2 separate regions of the Gossypium hirsutum genome follow, and region 1 is linked to region 2. A link is a contact called in public Hi-C data. All regions are on one chromosome and are shown on one strand. The core of a region is the stretch at or near the end of the contact, and the rest is flanking DNA. Distances in the headings are between cores, read along the strand shown.

Region 1 (5,101 bases), core at 632-3,131, 170 kb before region 2:
ACCCTTCAATGCGCGGTACGAGCCTTGACATTATTAAATTAGCAAAATAGTTAATATAATCTAATTTAATTTCGTAAATGACGTGAGTGACAAATAACAATTTTATTATCATCTCATTAATAGTACTTGATATACGATCATCATTATTAATCAAAGAACCTATTTGTTGCAAATCTACAATTAAAAAAAAGAATTCATTTAATTTGCTGCAAAAAGCACAGTAAATAATTTGGAATTTGAGTAACAAAAAAAAAACACAGGAAAAAACACAATAAAAAATATCTCATAAATTCTCATATTTTACCTACATAAAAAAATTATGTTAGTTTATAATAATATAATTAAAATAAACATAAAATATCTAAACATAAAAAACATACGAATCGACAAAAAATAAAATAGAAACATACATGTTTAGCTTCTTTCAAACAACCTATAAAATTATATAAAAACAAATTTAATCAACATTTCAATAAATAAAAAAATTATCAAATAAATCAAAAACAAATAAAATTACATTATAACAAATCACAATACACATTAAACTAAACAAAAAATTTATAACCTAATCATAAATTACTAACAAAATAACTTTAAAATAATTTAAAAAACACAAAAAATTACATTTATAACAGGTCACATTAAACACTAAACTAAACACAAATAATTTATAACCTAATAATAAATTACTAACAAAATAACTTCAAAATAATTTAAAAAATTAAATTAATAAAAAATCACAATAAAATAAACTAAATACAAATAATTTATAACCTAATCAGAAATTACTAATAAAATAACTTTCAAATAATTAAAAAAAACAAAAAATTTTACATTCATAAAAAATCACAATAAACATTAAATTAAATACAAACAATTTATAACCTAACCATAAATTACTATCAAAATGTCTTTCAAATAATTTTAAAAATACAAAAAAAATAATTACATTCATGAAAAATCACAAAAAACTAAACTAAACACAAAAAATTTATAACCTAATCATAAATTACTAACAGAATAACTATAAAATAATTAAAAATAAAAAATTTACATTCATAAAAATCACAAAACACTAAACTGAACACAAATAATTTATAACCTAATCATAAATTATTAACAAAATAACTATAATTTTTTTTAAAAAAATTTTACATTAATATTAATTCATAAAACACTAAACTAAATACAAACAATTTATAACCTAATCATAAATTATTAACAAAATTACTTTCAAATAATTTAAAAAATAACATTTATAAAAAAAATAACAAAACACCAAACTAAACACAAACAATTTATAATAATTAATAATAAAAACAATATAAAATAATTAATCCCTTTAAATTAAAAAATATTAATTACTAAAATAATACATACTTTTTTTTTTCTTTTTCTTTCTTTCTTTCTTCCCCTTCCTCACTTATCTTTCCCTTTTTTTTTTCTCATTGCGAGACCCTTCTTGTGACCATGTTTATAAGGTCTCTCATTCTCTCTTTTTTTTTTCAGGGACTAAATACTGAAAAGTTATAATGTACAGGCGCGACGAAGAAGACGAATGATTAGAACCAGTGTCGCCTATCAAGGAGGTATAACTATTGTCGCCAGTTCAAGTGAAGTCATTTTACGCGGGCCGGTCATGAGTCAAAGTTTGACCCATATTTTAACCGTATATCTATTATATAAAAATAATTTTATCTATATAAATAGAATCGCTAAATAAAATAAAATATGTGCGAGAAAGGCACCACTCCCACATACCGTTTTGTTACTTAATTAAACTGAGAAACCATTTTGATATTAAGCCCAAAAGTATCTTCCATAAAAAACAAAACACATTCAGATAAAACGACGAAATTAATAATAATAATAAAAGGAAAGAAAAATCTTTATTAAAAAAAAGAAACAAAAATCTTGGAGAAATTACCATTTATACATACCAGATATATCTTTCATGTTCCCCACTTCGACTGTAAAAAGTGTATAAAATCAAAGTGCAGGAGCTAGGGTTTCCATCAATTGCAAAAATGGAGGGATTAGTTTCAATGAAAACAGCTTCTGGAATTTCCTTCCACTCTATTCCTTCCCCTAATCAGCGACCTAATTTCTTCCTCAGACGCTCCTCAATGGACCTTCAGCATCGGCGATTCCATTTTCCCTCCATTCGAGCTCAACAGGTTATTAATAATAATCATTTTACTTACACACATTGAATCTAATACTCTTCTTTCTAAAATAAAATTTGTGTGTAGTCGGGGACGATATTTCCGGGAAAAGAAGGTGAGGAAGATTCTTTGAAGGTAAGGGAATGGGAAGTTGGAATGTTGCAAAACGAAGTCGCAGCGAGTCAAGGGATTAGAATACGGCGGCGTCCACCGTCGGGTCCGCCTTTGCATTACGTGGGTCCCTTCGAATTCCGTTTACAGAATGAGGGAAACACTCCTCGTAACATTCTTGAAGAAATAGTTTGGCACAAAGATGTGGAAGTTTCCCAAGTAAATTTTTTTAATTTTATTTTTTACAATTTTAATCAGGTCAAGGTATTCGTCCTTGCCTTTTTTTTTAACTGTATGGTGATATAATGATTTTTTGGGTTTGGCAGATGAAAGAGAAGAAGCCTTTGCTTTCATTGAAGAAGGTTATCGAGAATGCACCTCCAACTAGAGATTTCGTCGGGTCTCTTAAAGCTGCCCATTTGCGGACTGGATTGCCTGGTTTAATTGCTGAAGTTAAGAAGGCTTCGCCTAGCAGAGGAATTCTCAGAGAGAATTTTGACCCAGTTAAGTACCTTTCTTTATTTCTAGTCCATGCTTTTTGGAAGAAAATTATCCTAATTTAATAATATACTTATTTTATAAATAAATATATCTAATGGTACATTTATCAATCATCTAACCGCGTTTATGATACTTACTATTTGATACGAAAATTTGACTTGGATTTGTCATAAAATTGAGGTTCTTCCCCCAACGAGATTAGAGGAGTCATAAAATGTCCTGCTGATGAAAACCCGCTAGTGAGGTTTGAGGGTTGGAATTTATAAACACCATCTGGTATATTTATGATGTTATTAATGAATTAATCAAATATTTTTCAGTAAACATTTGTCAGCTTTCTATCTCTTGCATGGTTTATAAGATAATACAAGTATAGATACTCTATAAGATTTAAGGTTGTCTTCTTGGAATTATGGTTGGGAGGAAATTTTGATATTTTAGAGTATGTTTTAATCCGGGTAAAACCTTAGAGAAAGAGTGAACTAACCTTCCATATATTTTTTTATATAAGATTAAAGTTGTCTTCTTGGAATTATGGTTGGGAGGAAGTTTTGATATTTTAGAGTATGTTTCAATCCAGGTAAAACCTTGGAGAAAGAGTGAACTAACCTTCCATATCTATTTTTATTGTATCATTTTATTTCTTTTTATTTCTGAGTAATTTGTGATATGTTTATGTTTCTTGTGATAGGTTGAGATTGCTAGAGCATATGAGAAGGGTGGAGCCGCTTGTCTGAGTGTTTTGACTGATGAAAAGTATTTTAAGGTAAACATTGCCATTTTTATTTTTGTTTTTGAAGATTTTGTATCCAGTTGCTTAGTCTATTTATTAATTCTCTGACTTGCTACTCGTCAATCAAGGGAAGCTTTGAAAATTTGGAGGCAATACGTAATGCTGGAGTAAAGGTTTGTTGGATAAGTCATTTGTTATTTGATCTGTAATCTTGATTTTTTTCTTTTATATACACTTGGTTAATCAGTATACATCTTGCCATCATAACGAATGCAGTGTCCTCTATTGTGCAAAGAATTTGTAATAGATGCATGGCAGATATATTGTGCTCGAATTAAAGGAGCAGATGCTATACTTCTAATTGCTGCTGTTTTGCCCGATCTTGACATCAGATACATGATTAAAATCTGCAAGATGCTTGGTTTGGCGGCTCTTGTAGAGGTTAGACAGAGCTTTCTTTGTTATTATTATGGTTTCATCAGTTTTGAATTGTTCAGGTTATTTTTGGATTCATGAAACTTATTTCTTTTGGGAGCTAATTTTCATAATTATCGAGCATTTTGAGGCCGTTCTTTTCCCTTCAATTGGAAATGCTTTTTATGCTTTTACAAGTTGTATGATGCTATGATTTGAACTTATGGCATCATAACCAGATTCTAACATTTGGTTTTATTAACGGTTCATATACAACTTTTTCTTTCCAATATATGCTCTTTTTTTATTGTTTTCCTTTAGGTGCATGATGAGAGGGAAATGGACCGTGTTCTTGGTATAGAGGGGATTGAACTTATTGGTATCAATAATCGTAACCTTGGTAAGGTTTTTCAAGTTTTTGCAATTGCTAATTGAGTTGCCTCATTCTGATCATAGTTTAAACTTGTTTCTTTGATGTTGCCAACTTGTATGACTTGTTTGAGAAGGTATAAATGTGTGGATCGGATCCGAATCACAGGTGTTCACAATTGTTATTTTGAAAACTGGTTTTCTGGGGACAATGCTAGCCAGAGCAGAAGGGGGAAAATGAATTCAAAATAATTTAAAGATTAGTTCATAACTCTATATACATATGCATATGATCACATCACTTAGAATATTTACATGGATATTATTTCCAATTGTTAAAATAAATGTGTGATAGAATGAATAGAGTTGCAGGTTTTTAACCCTTGCACCCACCAAATCTAGAAGGTAAAAAAGTAAATTCCAATAGAGTAGTTCTTGCTAACATCTTTGAAAAATTTTAAACTTGACCTGCCTTTGGATAATTCAAAAATAAGGCTATGATAATATGACCTAATTGTGGTTGTAGGATGTGAATTCATTAACCCCTGAATGATTTTTACTTTATAACAATACTAAGATGATATAACCTGTGTTATTGTACGAAGCATAAGGTTAACTTTTCGACATGTTAAATTTAATGTGTTTAAAATCTTTATATCTTTCAAGAAAGTTTAAATTTAATGTGTTTAAATTCTTGATTGCCTTTAGCTTTTCAGTTTTTGGTTTTCTCCCTACGTTTCTGCATTTTGTGTATATAACATGTTAATGCTTTAAGTATTAGGATTCAACAATTTTCATGTAAATCAAC
Region 2 (5,191 bases), core at 1,401-3,900:
ATATATATCAAGCAAATATAGTGTCAGTGAGAAGTGTCTAAATATGGAGGAATATAGGATATATATAGTGTGCTTGCTTGCAAACCACCATGAGCATGTATGCTCATAGGTAGCTGGAATATATATATGCAAGCTTTTTTTCCCCCTGTGAAAAAATAGTATATTTTATGCGAGAATCTCATGTACCTGCTCACCAGGCTGATACGCTCGATCTGTTGTAAAGACAACACCTTGTGATGATTTGTCGTAATCCAAAAACGTTTCCACCTTAACCAGAGAAAAACAAGGTACTTGGATTAATTACATTTTTCTTATGCATACTTAACTGCGAAAGATCTTTCTATACCTCACAGCTGTGATTGAGCATATCTGCCCAAGGAACCAATGCAACTTTTCCATTCATTGAAGGTAGCCTTACCTGAATTATAACAGAAAAACAGAATTGATGTTTTTAGCTTTTCCGTCCTTTTAAATCAACCATCCATATACCTTTTCTCTAAACCTTACAGGACATTTATTATGAAGAATTTTGTAAATGAAGTCGCATATATAAGTGGTTTAAAAGGAAGCTTGAAAAATATAGCGATTTATTTCCCTCTGAGATTAATTTTTGTGGCAGAGATATATAGTTTCATATACTTTATTCTTTAAAAAAAGAAAAAGAAAGAATCTAGGCTTCTCAATCATTTTATAGTGCTTCTTGCATGTGTAACCATTTTCCAAGTAACCAGGTCTATAATTTATAAAAGTAGAGAGCGATAAGAAAACATAAAATTATGAATTTGCTTACTTTGATAAATCACTTAATTCTAGACAGCATTGTGGGATCAGTTTACGCTTCAAAACAAATTACCAAACTTTTCGCAAAATGGAAAATAACTCGTTCAAAACCCCAGCCATGTTTCGAATTGCAAACACAGAGCTGATTACGTAAACATCCATTTCTAAATAAGCTTACTTACCAATCGTGAGAAAAGAATGCCAAAGGACCATCTGAATGTCTCCATATTGAATACCTGCAGATTTATAGTAAAAAATAAAAAGAGGGCTCTTTCATGAACCACAAGAAATAAGCAGAGTCCTTGAAATTCAGATTCAATGCATTGGGGTTGAATCCAACGTCTCTTCTCAATCTAAAACCTTAATTTAAAGAATGCAGGATACTTGCAAAGAAAAGTTGGGAATACAATATTAATACAAACAAACTTAATTACCCTACTAATTTTGCTCAAGTATAAAAGCTCGGATAAGAAAGTGATACTTGCTTGTGATTGAACTAAAAGACCTGCTATCATCTACACATAAAGATGTTCATAGTGCGGCGGCATCAGCAGATGAATGTTTCAAAGTACACTAACATAGCGGAAAAGTAGTTGTTAACTATAGAGTAAGTACCTCTTCCGGGAATATATCAGGATACTTGGAAAATATCCTAAGTCTTAAATCATTGTATCTACATGAAACATGAGATCAAATGATTAGAAGCAAATTGGAACTCTGTATACTCGGGATATGTCAGCAGAAATAGAAAAGCAGAGACCAACAAGAGTAACAGTAAGGAGACATACGTTCCTATAACATCAGTAACTCTTTCGATAGCCCGCTGCCTTATCTGAGATGCTTCAAGATACCTGTCTAGCTCTGCACGTGTCCTGAAACAATACAGAGAGGCTGTAGAGAGAAAATCTGAGAGTAGACCCTTTTCCTGTAGCAAGATAAAAACTCTTTTTAAGAGCTCTTACCATGTGAAAGAAGAACTGAATTAAAATAAACTCACCAGTATAAAAGTGAATAGGGTTGCCGAGGAAGGGCTGAAATATAATTGCACCATCTTGAAGATTTTTGGGCACTTGCTTCACTAATAAGATAGGTTGCTAACAATGGCCAATCTGGAACGGAATACTGTTTTAATACTTGACCAGCCTCAGGGGAACTCCACTCCTGCCACACAACAATCACAGCAGCACTTGGAAACTAAATTAAAGAACTATGAACTTCAAACCACTTAAATAGAAATATTTCAGAAAGGAACTTTTGGACCCATGAAAGGATATAATACCTAAACCCAATTTCTTTTTGCTACGAAAGATGGTAAGGAAAATTAAAAAATTGGTGCTGATATCTTACTGAATCTGCAGTGATGAAAAGCGAGGGAGGTACAAAGAGAAGCTTCTCACCCTTCCTGACATTCTTCAAAGCAACCAATCCTCTCTCCCCTACTGCCACTTTGTCTATGGCCATCTTCTGGGGAGGCAACCCTGAATCCGAAAGCCATTTCTGAAGCGCCTCTGCGTTCTCCAAGGAATCAATGTCGCAGCCCCAAGGCACTTCCTGGGTCGCATTCGACGACGTCGATTTGGTTTCGCTTGTGGAAACTGAGCATTGAACTGGACGTGGTGCTTTCTTGAGAGAGAGTGAAGGGTAAACGTGAGAATTGTAACATGGCTTGCTGAGTTGTAGAGAGAGTGTTGGAAAGAGTGTTGAATGGAAGATTCTAGAAGCTTCCGCCATGGCCGGGAACTGAGAAGGGATTACCTTATCTGATAGAGAAGGAAAGGTTGGGAAAGAAGAGAATCCCAAGCGAGAGGCTCTGAGGGCTTTGGTCGTTTTCGACAGTTATCATTATATGCGCGGTTTTTAATGTTCTCAAACGAGGCGTTTCATTTTTCATTTCCTCTCTTTTAATTTGTTTTTACCTTTTTTATTTTTATTTTTATTTAATTATCGAAACAGAAGATAATAAAGCAGATAACAGAAATATAATAACCAATGTTTTAAAAATCGTACGGAAGGTTGAGCCGCTCAAGTCTTTAAAATACTAACAGTTCGTTATAATGGAATAGAGTTGTAATAAAATATAATTGTAATAAGTAATTTAACTGTTTAGTTGAATGAAATGTAATAAAAATGTATAGTATTTTTGTGTTTGGTTGAATGAAATGATGTTGTAATAGCATAAAAAAAATTAAAATGACCAAAATACCCTTAGCAGAATTTTTTTAAGTAGATTATTATTGTTATTGTTATTAAATTTTAATAAAATTTATTATTAAAAATAATTTAATAAAAATAATAAATAATTTAATAAAATTCTTAATATAATTATTATTATATAAATTTAAAAATTATAATTATTATTATGTTTTTTTTTGTTTTTTGTGTTGTTTGTATTTCAATTATTTTTCTTGCCCTCCCTTAAGTATGTGTCATTTGATTAGCATTCATATTGTTGCAAGAATAAGAGAATGTGAATTATCTAGATTGTAGAAGAACATAAATTGCATAGAGTGTGTTTATCTTTGTATTTAATAGTGAAAAAAGATTATGAATAATTTCATAAGATATATTCACATAATTTATTACTGATAAATCCCAACCAAAATAACTGAAATTGAAATTCACCAACAACTTGGAGGCTATGACAGTTTTGGTCAAATAGTCATAGCCCAAATACAAAATATAATGAACAAATTCACATGCATGTAGAAAGATCATTAGCTACTGGTCAAATACAAAATATAATGACAGTTTTGGTCAAATAGTCATAGCCCAAATACAAAATACAAAATAATACTAATTATCACCATAGGATCTTTAGTAGCAGAAAGATCATTAGCTACTGGACATTTTTGTTTAGCTAAACTTCTAGAATTCGCAATCAGGCCAGAATGCCTCATGCGTGTAGGATCTGCTGAAGACCAACCAGAAGATTTGGTCTCTTCACCTGTGGAAAATCTACCATATCATCATGTTGCTCTAGATAGACCATGGGGCATTATCTAAAAATACTATATGACTAAATATACATAAATAAAAGAAATAATCAAGTAAAAAATAAACTATTGCAATATATGACTAGAAAAAAATCAAGAGCAAGAAAAATAGAACATGCCTGACTGACTATCAGCAATTGCACCTGCAAGAGGTAAGTCAGAGCTAGTTCCAGCACCAGGGCCCTGGAAAACATTTAAAAATGCAACATACAATCAATAAAAACTAGTCAAAGGTGGTGCAAAAGTGGATTATTACCCTTAGATCTCTCTTCTTCAGCTTGTTCATTATAGAAAATTGTTTGAGCCTAGCTTTCACAGTCTCACCCAACAGAACGTTGGGTGCTTTCTTGGCATTTTGTAGCTATGAATGTTCTGCATACAATAGTTGGGATGATTTTTCATGCATAGAAAATATATATCAACATAAATAAAGCATGCAACATGTACAGAAGGTTACCAAGTACTTCCTATACTGTAAGATGCTGCTTTGGATCAGGATTAAGCATTTTCTTTACAAGGTCTTTTGCAGTGTCTAAAACCTTAGGCCATGGGTCCCTCTTAAAGTCAATAACAGAGCGAATAATTGCTTGAGTCACCCCCTGCTCAGTCTCTGTATGCAAACATGACTAGCCAGTTTAGACATAAGAATACCTCTAAAATGGCATGTAATTCTTCCTTGGCTATTCCAATTCTATCAGTGTCACTTGAATCAACAACATAAATTATTGCTTGTGTATTTGGGAAATAGCATCTCCTATGACAGCCCTAAATTGACCCTAGTCGGAAAGTGGTTTCGGGACCACTAAACCGAGTCATAAAAAAATAATTAACCGTCCTAATTGATGCTCATTATATGTACTTATGCATGTGTGAAAATTTCATGTTTGAATTTTGTTAATTGTAAGTGAATTTTAGTAAATAGGACTTATGTGAGAAAATTTAGAAATGTGCTAGGCAAATGTAAAGTGGCCTATTAATGCATGTTATAGAAATGGTGGGTTTGCATGTCAAATTGCCCAATATTTGAGCTAGTGGCCGGCCATGCTATGAGTGGAAACATGTCACAAACATGTTATGTTAGTGATGTATGTTAGGAACAATAAAATAAGGAGTATGGGTAATAAAGAAATGGAAAAAGGAAAGAATGTGTGTGATTGTTTCTTCCCCTTCCCATTGCCGTGAATGTAAGAAAGAAAACAAAAAAAAAAGTGTCCATCTTTTTTTCATTTCTCTTGGCCGAATGTTCTAAGGAAGAAAGAAAAACAAGTTGTGTTCTTTGGTTCTTCTTGGCCGAATTGAAAGGAAGAAGAAGGGAGTGAAGCAATCGGTCATATTAGGTCACTATTAAGGTAAGGAAGTTTGTACTAGCTCTTGAAATTTTAGTTGATATTGAGTGAGTTATCAAGTGATTTTTGTAA

What was found. Hi-C and Micro-C count contacts between places; a contact is called where the count stands out from the background.
Region 1: a Hi-C map of leaf shows a contact between it and region 2, with 1.8 times the contacts expected there. The contact joins the promoter of LOC107955304 here to the promoter of LOC121231911 in region 2. A contact is called at or near these places in 2 of 34 Hi-C or Micro-C datasets (both in leaf).

What each region holds. Positions count from the first base shown.
Region 1 is chrA07:54,533,337-54,538,437 of Gossypium_hirsutum_v2.1, reverse strand. It overlaps LOC107955304 (indole-3-glycerol phosphate synthase, chloroplastic), which reads left to right and starts at 1,881. Exons shown (of 10, transcript XM_016891041.2): 1 at 1,881-2,177; 2 at 2,253-2,495; 3 at 2,603-2,779; 4 at 3,469-3,543; 5 at 3,639-3,683; 6 at 3,787-3,951; 7 at 4,246-4,324. The coding sequence starts at 2,028.
Region 2 is chrA07:54,361,165-54,366,355 of Gossypium_hirsutum_v2.1, reverse strand. LOC121231911 (ribulose-1,5 bisphosphate carboxylase/oxygenase large subunit N-methyltransferase, chloroplastic) reads right to left here and starts at 2,650. Exons shown (of 12, transcript XM_041116966.1): 1 at 2,178-2,650; 2 at 1,778-1,941; 3 at 1,569-1,652; 4 at 1,396-1,453; 5 at 963-1,016; 6 at 347-418; 7 at 187-267. The coding sequence starts at 2,189.